Linked DNA regions of Macaca mulatta: region 2 is linked to region 1. Evidence: chromatin contacts called from public Hi-C data. All regions are on one chromosome and are shown on one strand. Each heading gives the region's core, a stretch centred on a gene start, on an enhancer-like site or on the middle of the called end of the contact. The rest is flanking DNA. Distances are from core to core; before and after follow the strand shown.

What was found. A called contact is a pair of places that touch in the nucleus more often than the background predicts.
Region 2: a contact with region 1 is called in a Hi-C map of liver, with 2.9 times the contacts expected there. The contact joins the promoter of ETNK1 here to the promoter of C2CD5 in region 1. A contact is called at or near these places in 6 of 14 Hi-C or Micro-C datasets (CD4 T cells, blood, cortical neurons and 3 more).

Annotation. Positions count from the first base shown.
Region 1 is chr11:24,921,730-24,926,771 of T2T-MMU8v2.0, forward strand. It overlaps C2CD5 (C2 calcium dependent domain containing 5), which reads right to left and starts at 2,611. Exons shown (of 26, transcript XM_077953710.1): 1 at 2,405-2,611; 2 at 2,146-2,264. The coding sequence starts at 2,235.
Region 2 is chr11:25,001,484-25,006,525 of T2T-MMU8v2.0, forward strand. ETNK1 (ethanolamine kinase 1) reads left to right here and starts at 3,039. Exons shown (of 9, transcript XR_013400936.1): 1 at 3,039-3,481. LOC144332807 (a long non-coding RNA gene) reads right to left here and starts at 2,943. Exons shown (of 4, transcript XR_013400938.1): 1 at 2,572-2,943.

The DNA of each region.
Region 1 (5,042 bases), core at 1,361-3,860:
GTAGTAAGTAACCTGTGAATCAGCCCCTTCATCACCAGCAAAATCCACGTAACTATCAAGGCCTGACAATTTTAACCTAAGAAATGTCCCACAAATCTTCATGTTCAAATCCATTCCTATGCACATTCCCACATATTACCTGGATAATTTTACCACCTTCTTAACCGATCTCCCTGCCTCACTTCCCATCTGTCTAGTCAATCAATAGCATCCCCATTCAGGCCATCCTATAAAGAAACAAACTAATACAAACATGATCTTATTTTATTTCTGCTTTAAAAACTCCCCTGGCCAGGTGTGGTGGCTCAGGTCCATAATCCCAGCACTTTGGGAGGCTGAAGGGGGAGAGGCAGGAGGGTGGCTTGAGGCCGGGAGTTGGAGGCTGCAGTGAGCTGCATTCCAGCCTGGGCAACAGAATAAAACTTGTCTTTAAAAAAGAAAGAAAGAAAAAAAAAAAAAGCTTCCTTATTCCTCCTTATAAATACTACAGAAAAGGAGGTTTTATAGAAAATAGGGCTTTCCAGCCTCATCCTTAACAAGCTCCACTACCCACATCTCTCATACCCTTTCCTCCAGACACATACCAAACTAAGGCAGTTTCCTGAACTTACTATATATCCCATCCTATGCCTGCCTTTGATGTTCCCTTTGCCCGGTAAAATCCTGGGTGTCCTTCAAGGCCAATTTCAAATGTCACTTTCACAGCAAGCCTTTCTCAACCTTCAGAGACAATTGTTTCCATATTCTAATACAATACTCATCACTTTGTCTGGTGAGGCTGTATTAGCAGAGCGGTTAAGAGAACAAACTGTCAGGCTATGGAGGTTTGCAAGCTATGTAACCTTAAGCAAATTATTTACCCTTCCTGGGCCTCAGTTACCTCAACCGTAACATGGGACAATAACAATACTCCTATAGTAGGACTGTTGTGAAAACTAAGAATTTAAAAGTACTTAGCACAGATCAGGCAATTATTAAATTCAACACGTTACCTATTAATTATTAAATAGGCTGTGTGGGTCGATGTCTGAACTACCGGAAAGCAAACACTATGCGCTTCAGTTATTTGTGGATTCCTATTACCTAACATCTGGCACAACAGCACTCAAAAACTTTCTCCAATGAAGTGATGAAGAATCACCATGACAATGAGGAGGGGCAGTGAACTGCAATTATTAGGTTAGAGAACACTTAGGAAACATCAGGAATATTGAGATGAAATCGGGCTATATATTATGATATATCTATCCATCAACTCTAAGCACTAATAGCCCAAATGATTACTGCTCTAATGCTCTGGCTCACCACGCCAATTTTTATTACAATCTTCACTTGGCTTCTTTCAGACTCTGGGTTATTACCTTCCCGGCCCTAGGCCTTTACTAATTTGCATGACTTTTAAACTAATCATTAGACTTAAAAAGCAATTTTGCAATTTAAGTCCATGGCAATTAATTGACTTCCTACCTCAAGGCGCTAAATTACTCTGAAACACCTCATCAGACCTACCAGTCTATGCAAGAGCAATAAGTGTTACAGTTGTGTTTTAGAACGTGCATGGCAGATTCACAAAATGTTAGGCATGTGGGACGCACTGTGGGACTCCAAGTGTCCATAAAGGGATTCACGCACCTTCTTAAACATGATGTCCACCACTCTGGCCATCCCTTCCAAGGGGGTGTGTGTCTCTGTGTGTGTGTGTGTTTCAGTGGCTGTGGGGTCACACTTTGAGATCTCCTGAGTGGCAGGTGGCCTGTTAATGAGTCCTGACATCAGAGTCACCCCGGCATTCGTGTGTGTGTGTGTGTGTGTGTGTGTGTGTGTGTCGGTGGCTGCGCGGCCACGCCTTGGGATCTCCTGAGTGGCAGGTGGCCTGTTAATGAGTCCTGACATCAGGGTCACCCCCGCATGCAGAACAGTACAAGCCTCCCCGCGCAGCGGACTGTGCCGCGGACGCCTGCAAGCCGTGCACCCATCGCACGCACTGAAGTCTCGGCGGTCATCCCTCGTGGGACAGCTGGACAATCACGGCCGACGGGAGGGCAGTCGAGGGGGGAATAGGCTGAGGGGCTGGGGGCGAGGTGGGTAGATCCTTCACAGGGCTTGGCGCTCCCTGTGTTTTGAGGGGCAGGACCCCGCACCAACCTCCACGAAGGCATCAGTCAGGTCACTTGCACGGTCCATCACTGGCAAATGGCGCCCAGCCACGATTTTCACCTTCAGCTTCCCAGGCATGGTCTCGGTTTCGGCCTCTTCTTGGGCTCCTGCAGAAACAAACAAACGAGTCTGCGCCGAGCGCGAGGCCGGCGGGAGAGGGGCGGAGGCGCGCGGGGTAACTGACAGCGAAGCGGCGCGCGGGGGCGCGCGGGGGCGCGCGGCAGTCGCGCCGCAAGTCGCCACTCACTCAGGCAGGAGGAAGGGTGATGTCCCACGCGGGTGCTGAGACCTCATTCCGGAGAGGCGGCCGGAGGAAGGGCTTTGATGGGTTCTTCTGCCCCGGCCCCACAGGGCTGGGACGAGAAGCAAAACCCAGTCAGCATCCCATTGAGCCTGTGCCGCCGCTGCTTGTTTCTCTTCCCCCGCCCTCAAAAATGGCGGCTCTCAGGGCACTGAAGAAAGCATCGATCGTTCGGCGCTCTGCCCACTTGGCGGGGCGAAACTAAACTCGCCGAGGAAAGATAAGGGGCGGGGCTAACTTTGAGAAAGCTGGAGGGCAGGGAAATGGGCCGAGTCCTGCATCATCCACCGAGTCGAGGCTGTGCATAGGTGCGGCGCTGCTTCCCTGGAGGGAAACGCTCCATCTTGCGGGCTGAAGCGCGAGTGCGGCTCTGTGACTTAGCTTCCGGCCGCGGCCTTCCCAGCTGCCAACGCCGCTTTTCGGATGGGCTGTGACAGATGGAGTAGCAGCGAAGACTGCTAGAAGAGCGTTTTCAGTCGGCGTTTAGTGACCCCTTTAGTGATTCGTAAAACCAAATTAGCTGGTTTCTACTTGGAAGGGGTACAGTTGCGTGTGGTGGTTTCAGTTTTCTATGAAATAGAGTTAGATGGCGGGGCGCAGTGGCTCACGTCTGTAATCCCAGCACTTTGGGATGCGAGGCGGGCGGATCACCTGAGGTCAGGAGTTCCATACCAGCCTGGACAACATGGCGAAACCCCGACTCTACTAAAAATGCAAAAATTAGCTGGGCGTCATGGCAAGTGCCTCTAATTCCAGCTACTCAGGAAGCTGAGGCAGGAAAATCGCTTGAACCTGGGAGGCGGAGGTTGCAGTGAGCCTAGATCACTCCTCTGTCTCCAGGAAAAAAAAAGAAAAGAAAGAAATAGAGATACCAGGCACATCTCGAATAGTGAAATAAATATTATTTGGTGAAATTTTGTATTCAGTCATAGGCACTTGTATTGTTTACTGGGTCACAGATATTACTGTGGGCGGGGTGGGGGAGGTCACCTTGAAATCCAAAGTCGCCTCTTGAAATAAAGTTTCTGCTGGTGGGTGCGGTGGCTCAGACTTGTAATCCCAGCACTGTGGGAGGCTGAGGCAGGAGGATTGATTGAGGCCAGGAGTTCGAGACCAGCCACATGGAGAAGGGGCAACATAGTAAGACCCCTTCTCTACAAGAAATGCAAAAATTAGCTGGGCCAGTGGTTCCTCTGTGGTCTCAGCTACCTAGGAAGCTGAGGTGGGAGAATCTGGGAGAATTGCTTGAGCCCAGGAGTTTGAGGCTGCAGTGAGCTGTCATCTCACCACTGCATCCCAACCTGGGCAACAGAGTGAAACCATGTCTCTTAAAAGAAACTTTTTTAATTAAAAAAAAAAAGGTTTGCCCTGCACTCTTAGATCGTCACAGTGTTTTTCTTAAGCATCCGCAAGCCTAAAGATAAGACCTACAGTAGTAGCAGAAGTTCAGTACTTCCTACCATGGAAAGTATAGTCAAGCACAAGAAATGAACCCGGAGAGCATTAAACATCTTGAAGCATTGACTCAACTAGACATAAAGTAAGGTGTTATCTACAGGCTCAGACTACATTAGGGAAATGGAGGCACACACAGGATATAACATAAACCAGTACTTACCAAATATCAAAATCAGCATTAACAGTATACCCAGTATCAACAAAATCAGAGCTCATGCCGGCTGAAAGATTATAACCTTTCATTCCTAAGTGAAGATATCTGTATGATCTTTTTAACTTCAAAAATACTCAATAGAGTAGATTAAATACTCCAAACAGTAGTGATCCCGAATTATCTTTTCATGACAAAAATTCCTTCTATGACAGGAATATTGTTCACATAAGTGAGAAGTTGAACTCCTACAGAGAAAACGACTTCCTCAAAATAAAAATCTAAAAACATCGCTTGCTTTTTGGACTAGAGAAACTTTTATCAATTCGAACTATGTCAAAGGATAGGGGTCATAGGTCCCATGCAAATTTCCTTAGGTCCACCTGCAGCTTTTTCTGGAGTCTGACTCTACCCTTAAAATACCCTTGCCAAAATTCTGAAGGTTGGCTACACTGTGTGATCAAGGTTATTTATTTATTTTGAGACAAGGTCTCTGTCACCCAGCCTGGAGTGCAGTGACAGGATCATAGCTCACTACAGCCTCAATCTTCTGGGCCAAGCGATCCTCCCCTCAGCCCACCAAGTTCCTGGGACTACATGCACACACCACCTTGCTCTGCTAGTTTTTTTAATTTTTTGTAGAGATGGAGTCTCCCTGTATTGCCCAGGCTGGTCTCAATCCTGGCTTAAGCCATCCTCCTGCCTTGGCCTCACAAAGTGCTGGGATTACAGGCATGAGCCATCTTGCCCGGCATGATCAGTGTTGTTTGTTGTATTTGGTGGTAGGGTTGAAACGGTTTTTGTGATAAAATCGAAGTATTACCATATTACCAACTCATTTTTAAAAATATGAAATGTATAAAGAAAAAAACTAGAAAAATGAAGTTTAGCACCAATATTAATGGAAAATAATGCATTGCGTTACAAAATGTAATGTAAAAAAAATTTGCAAATTGCACAATTAGAGGTTAGCAA
Region 2 (5,042 bases), core at 1,789-4,288, 80 kb after region 1:
TTCCATAGATCTATTTATCTATTCTTTTGAGAATACTACACTGTACTACATGTCTTTTTTTCTTTTCTTTTCTTTTTTTTTGAGACAGAGTCTCACTCTATTACCTAGGCTGAAGTGCAGTGGTGTGATCTTGGTTCACTGCAACCTCCACCTCCCAGGTTCAAGTGATTCTCCGGCCTCAGCCTCCCAAGTAGCTGGGATTACAGGTGCCTGCCACCACGCCCAGCTAAGTTTTATATTTTTAGTAGAGACAGTGTTTCACCATGTTGGCCAGGCTGGTCTCAAACTACTGAACCCAAGTGATCCACTCGGCTTGGCCTCAATACTACACTGTCTTGATTACTGGAATGTATACTATTATTTTTTTCTTTTTTTAGACAAGGTCTCGTTCTGTTGCCCAGGCTTGGGTGCAGTAACTTGATCATGGCTCACTGCAGCCTCAATCTCTTGGGCTCAGGCAATCCTCCTGTCTCAGCCTCTGAGTAGCTGTGACTACAGGTGTGCACCACCACACCTGGCTAATTAAGTTTTTTTTGGAGAGATGAGGTCTCACTGTGTTGCCCAGGCTGGCCTTGAACTCCTGGGCTCAAGTGAACCTCCTGCGTCAGCTTCCCAAAGTGCTGGGATTACAGGCATGAGCCACTGCACCCAGCTATACTGTCTTCAAGTCTGTTTTCTGACTTTGTTTTTCTTTAATATTGTGTTGGCTACTCTGGCTCTTGTGACTTTGCATGTAAACATTAGAACTGGTTTGCTGATATCTACGACATAACCTGGGGTGATTAGAATTAAATCCGTAGATTAGGTTGATAAGAATTGATATTTCTTGTACATTTTTAAAGTTTTGCTTTTAACATTTAGGTTTTTAATCTTCCCCAAATTAATTTTTATGCCTAATAAGAGAGAGGGATCAAAATTTTTTTCTCATACAAAAAGCAACTGTACCACTTCTGTTCATTGATCAGTCTGGACTTTCTCATTAATTTGTAATGGTACTTTTGTTATATACAAAGTTCTCATATGTGTATGGGTTTTGTTCTGGGACTTCATTACGTTCTAGTAGCCTATGTGCCCATACCTAAACCAATATATAATACATCCTGGTAGGATTGGTCCTCCCAATATATTCCCTTATCTTACCTGTCCCCATTCCTCTCTCCCCAATTACAGCACTTTTCTTGGACCTTAACTTTTGATATGAATTTCAATGTCATTTTAACAAGTTCAGTAAAAAAACCCTTTTGAGATTTTAACTGGAACTGCATTATATGTACTGATTAGTTCAGGGAAAATTGAGTCCTTTATATTAATCTTTTCTCATTTATGAATATGGTTCATTTCTCCATTAATTTTATCCATGGATCCTGTACATTTTTGTTACTTTTTTTCTCAGGTACCTAACAGTTGTTTTTCTTTTTCTTCTACTTGTTAATGGACTCTTATTTACCATTACAAACTAGTGCAGTTTGCAACATAATTTTAAATTATTTTACAATTCTTAAAGTTTTAAAATTCTTAAAATGTCAACTGCTTAATAAAAATACATTTTATACAAAAATGCAAGGGATACTATCTGAAATGTGAAAGTATTAGTATATTTACGATTTCTCCCCCAAGTGGAAGGAACACACACTCTCATGTTTCTAGTAGAAAATTATGCCCAAATCTGGCAGGGCGCGGTGGCTCATTCCAGCGAGGCACCGCGCCCTGCCTATAATCCCCAGCGCTTTGGTAGGCCGAGGTGGGTGGATCACCTGAGGTCAGGAGTTCGAGACCAGCCTGGCCAACGTGGTGAAACCCGTCTCTACTAAAAATACAAAAATTTGTTGGGCGTGGTGGCACGCACCTGTAATCCCAGCTACTCGTGAGGCTGAGGCGGGAGAATCGCTTACACCCGGGAGGCGCAGGTTGCAGTGGGCCGAGATCGCACCATTGCACTCCAGCCTGGGTGCAGAGTGAGGCTCCGTCTCAAAACAAATAAAAACAAAAAGCAAGCCAAAAAACCCACTAAATTTGAAAAATGTTAAATCAACTTCTTTGCTGTTTTATAAAGCTCCATTTCCACCCCTCTTTTTAGTTTAGGAAGTTTACCGTTATAGGTGAAGTAATTATTTTGTGAATTACAAAGGTAAGTAGGTTCTTTCTTTAACAATCAGGATGTAAACTTAATGCTGGTGAAGTAATTAAACATTTTGAATGTTAATGAAACTCAGTCCAGTTAAGGGTTTTATTTACTACTAATAAACGTATTCACCAAGTACTAAGTGCTGCAGAGAATCCCAGACCGTTTTCCTCCATCAAAAAGGAAAATTAGGAGGCCCCAATACTTTACTTGTAGCTTATCCAGTTTCTACCATTCCCTGTAAGGCACTGAGACGCAAGATTTCATGGCCCACTCGGGGTACCCTGGCACGGACATCGGGTCGTTCTAGTGTTGAGCTTCAAAACTATTCCTTTCCTTCCCTTTCTTCTATATACCAGACTCTAATCTGTTCTCCCCAGCTTCTAATTATTCTCTGTATGGTCGAACATCTTACTCCACAAATAACTTAAGTGTTGCAGTTTTCTTACCCAAATACCTGAACTCAGCTTGTCCCGAGTACTGCGATCCCGTGTACTGTAATGGGAATACAGTTAACCCAGCTAGTATGAGGTCCCCAGTACACAGCAGCTCCAAGATCAAGGCGACTGAGTAACACTGCTTGCCTAGACTCAGCACAAGTTCGGAGAGTGATCCTAGAGTTATTTTAGAACGTGTCCCTTGCTTCCCACAAAAATTCAGTCTTTAACTCGAGCCCGGATCCCCACGATCTTTCGGATCAGGTGAGCTAAAGCTTCAATGCCTTGAGGGGCTTGGCAGGGCTCGGGCTCATCCCGGAGAAGCAGCCCCGCTTTCCAGACCAGCAGTTCCCAGGGATGGGTGTGTGCTAATCGCAGGCCGACGTCCATCGCGGTACAGCGGTTCCATTGTGACGGAAGGCGAGAAACCCCGCCTCCGCCCCCTGACGCAGCGCAGGCCCCGCCCCGCGCGTGACGCCAGCGTCAGGCCAGCCCCGGCATGCTCCGCGGCCGCCCGCGGTCAAGCGCCGACAACAGGAATTTTTCCCGAGAGCGGCCCGGGCTCAGTTCAGCTGCTGTCCAGACCCGGATCGGCGACAGTGCCGCCTCCAGACGTTCTCCTGCCGCTCGCCCGCCCGTCCGAGCGCCCCCAGCCCTCCCGCGAGGGCGCCCCGGGACGGAAGGATCCACCAGTCTGTCGGCGCCCGCCGTTCTCGTGGTCGCCGTCGCCGTCGTCGTGGTGGTAGTCTCCGCCGTCGCCTGGGCCATGGCCAATTACATCCACGTCCCTCCCGGCTCCCCGGAGGTGCCCAAGCTGAACGTCACCGTTCAGGATCAGGAGGAGCAGCGCTGCCGGGAGGGAGCCCTGAGCCTCCTGCAACACCTGCGGCCTCACTGGGACCCCCAGGAGGTGACCCTGCAGGTAACGCCCACACCTCAGCTCTGGGTCTCTTATGTCCCTCACGCGGCTGTGGGGGTCCTCACCACAATCGCCTCTGTCCCACGATGACCGAGGAGGACCTAGGGCAACATCTCCTCCCTAAGTCCGTTGGGAAGTGACCCTGTATTTCCCCTCACACCTAGGAAGGTCACTCCCCCTTCCCGTCGCAGTTGCTCTTTGAGATTGACCTGAGGGCACATTTTCTCTTTCCAGAAGCGGCTGCGTAAGTGACGCACCCATCCACAGGGGGGAGATTCCTGTTGATAGTTGCCCCTCCTCCCACTCCCCAGTCCACGGTCACTGCAAAATGAACCTCTCCACTCCCCTTGCACGGGGTCGTCGACTGCCTCCTCCCGTCCCACCAGTAATGCAGTCATTAATCCTCTCTGATCTTTTCCTTCCTCACCCCTCCCCCTGCGATGTGCTTTCATTGATGCCTCACACTGCGTTTTGTCTTCCCAAACCCTCCGATTGGCGAGCGTACTCTATTCCCAAAGTAATGACCACGACCATGCATCGCTAGGTCGGTTCTTAGGTAGCACCACACACATTGTTTTGTTTGAGTCGATATTTCTGAATTATTAAAGTCGTCTTAGTGAAATTAATACCTGATACTAGAAGGAGCAGTGGCTTGTGACTCTTTCCTTTTCATGGGACACCGTATTGATAGATAGAGAAAAAATTGGGAGGAGAAAAATCCCTGAGACTCTAGGAGTTTTCTGGTAAGTTGGAAGTTATGATTTCTACTACGTGATTTTTTTTTTTTGGAATACTAATTTGTTTTTAGCTTTAGTTTCAGGAACTAGATACGAAAATAGATCTCATTTTCTCCTTTTCCCTTGCAAACAACAAAAAAACCCAGTAATTTTCGAGGCTGGGATATTTGGGATTTGTTCTAAATCTGAGCAATAATGTAAGAACATTCATTTGAATTAGCCAAACCATCTGCCTGGTTTGATGACTAATTTATTCACCAGTATTTGTTGATTTATTTGCTAAATTCTTTGCTAAACTAGCCAGCCACCCATACAGAGATGAATAAAACATGAGCAGTGCCTAGGGCTCAGAGCAGTTCCCGACACTTGGGTTTTCACGCGTTAGTTTCAGTTCTTATTGCCTAGAAGAGTTTTTAAAGCAGCTTAAAAGGACCCGTATGTTTTGGAAAAGAAACTGTTAGACAACACATTTTGAAATTTAAGGGAGTATTTGTTAGCCGAGTATACAGGAAATAGTGAACGCGAAGTGATTTTTATGTCATTTAAAAAATATATTTCCTTTAAAGGAAATGAATCTTCCAAATTGAAATTCAGTAGTGGTTTAGTTTATCAATTTATTTGTATTTTATTATATAAGGCTCTAAAATTTATTAAGATGCTTTATTTTCTGGCAGTCATTTACACATAAAATATTATTAATTAAAGAGTGCTACTTCCTGGTAAACTCCAGCGTTGGCAGATCAGTTACTTTTAAGCAGTGACTTTAAAGTTTGAAGCTTTGAAGACTGGAATTTCCTTTGATGTATTTGTCTGTAGAATAGTAATGA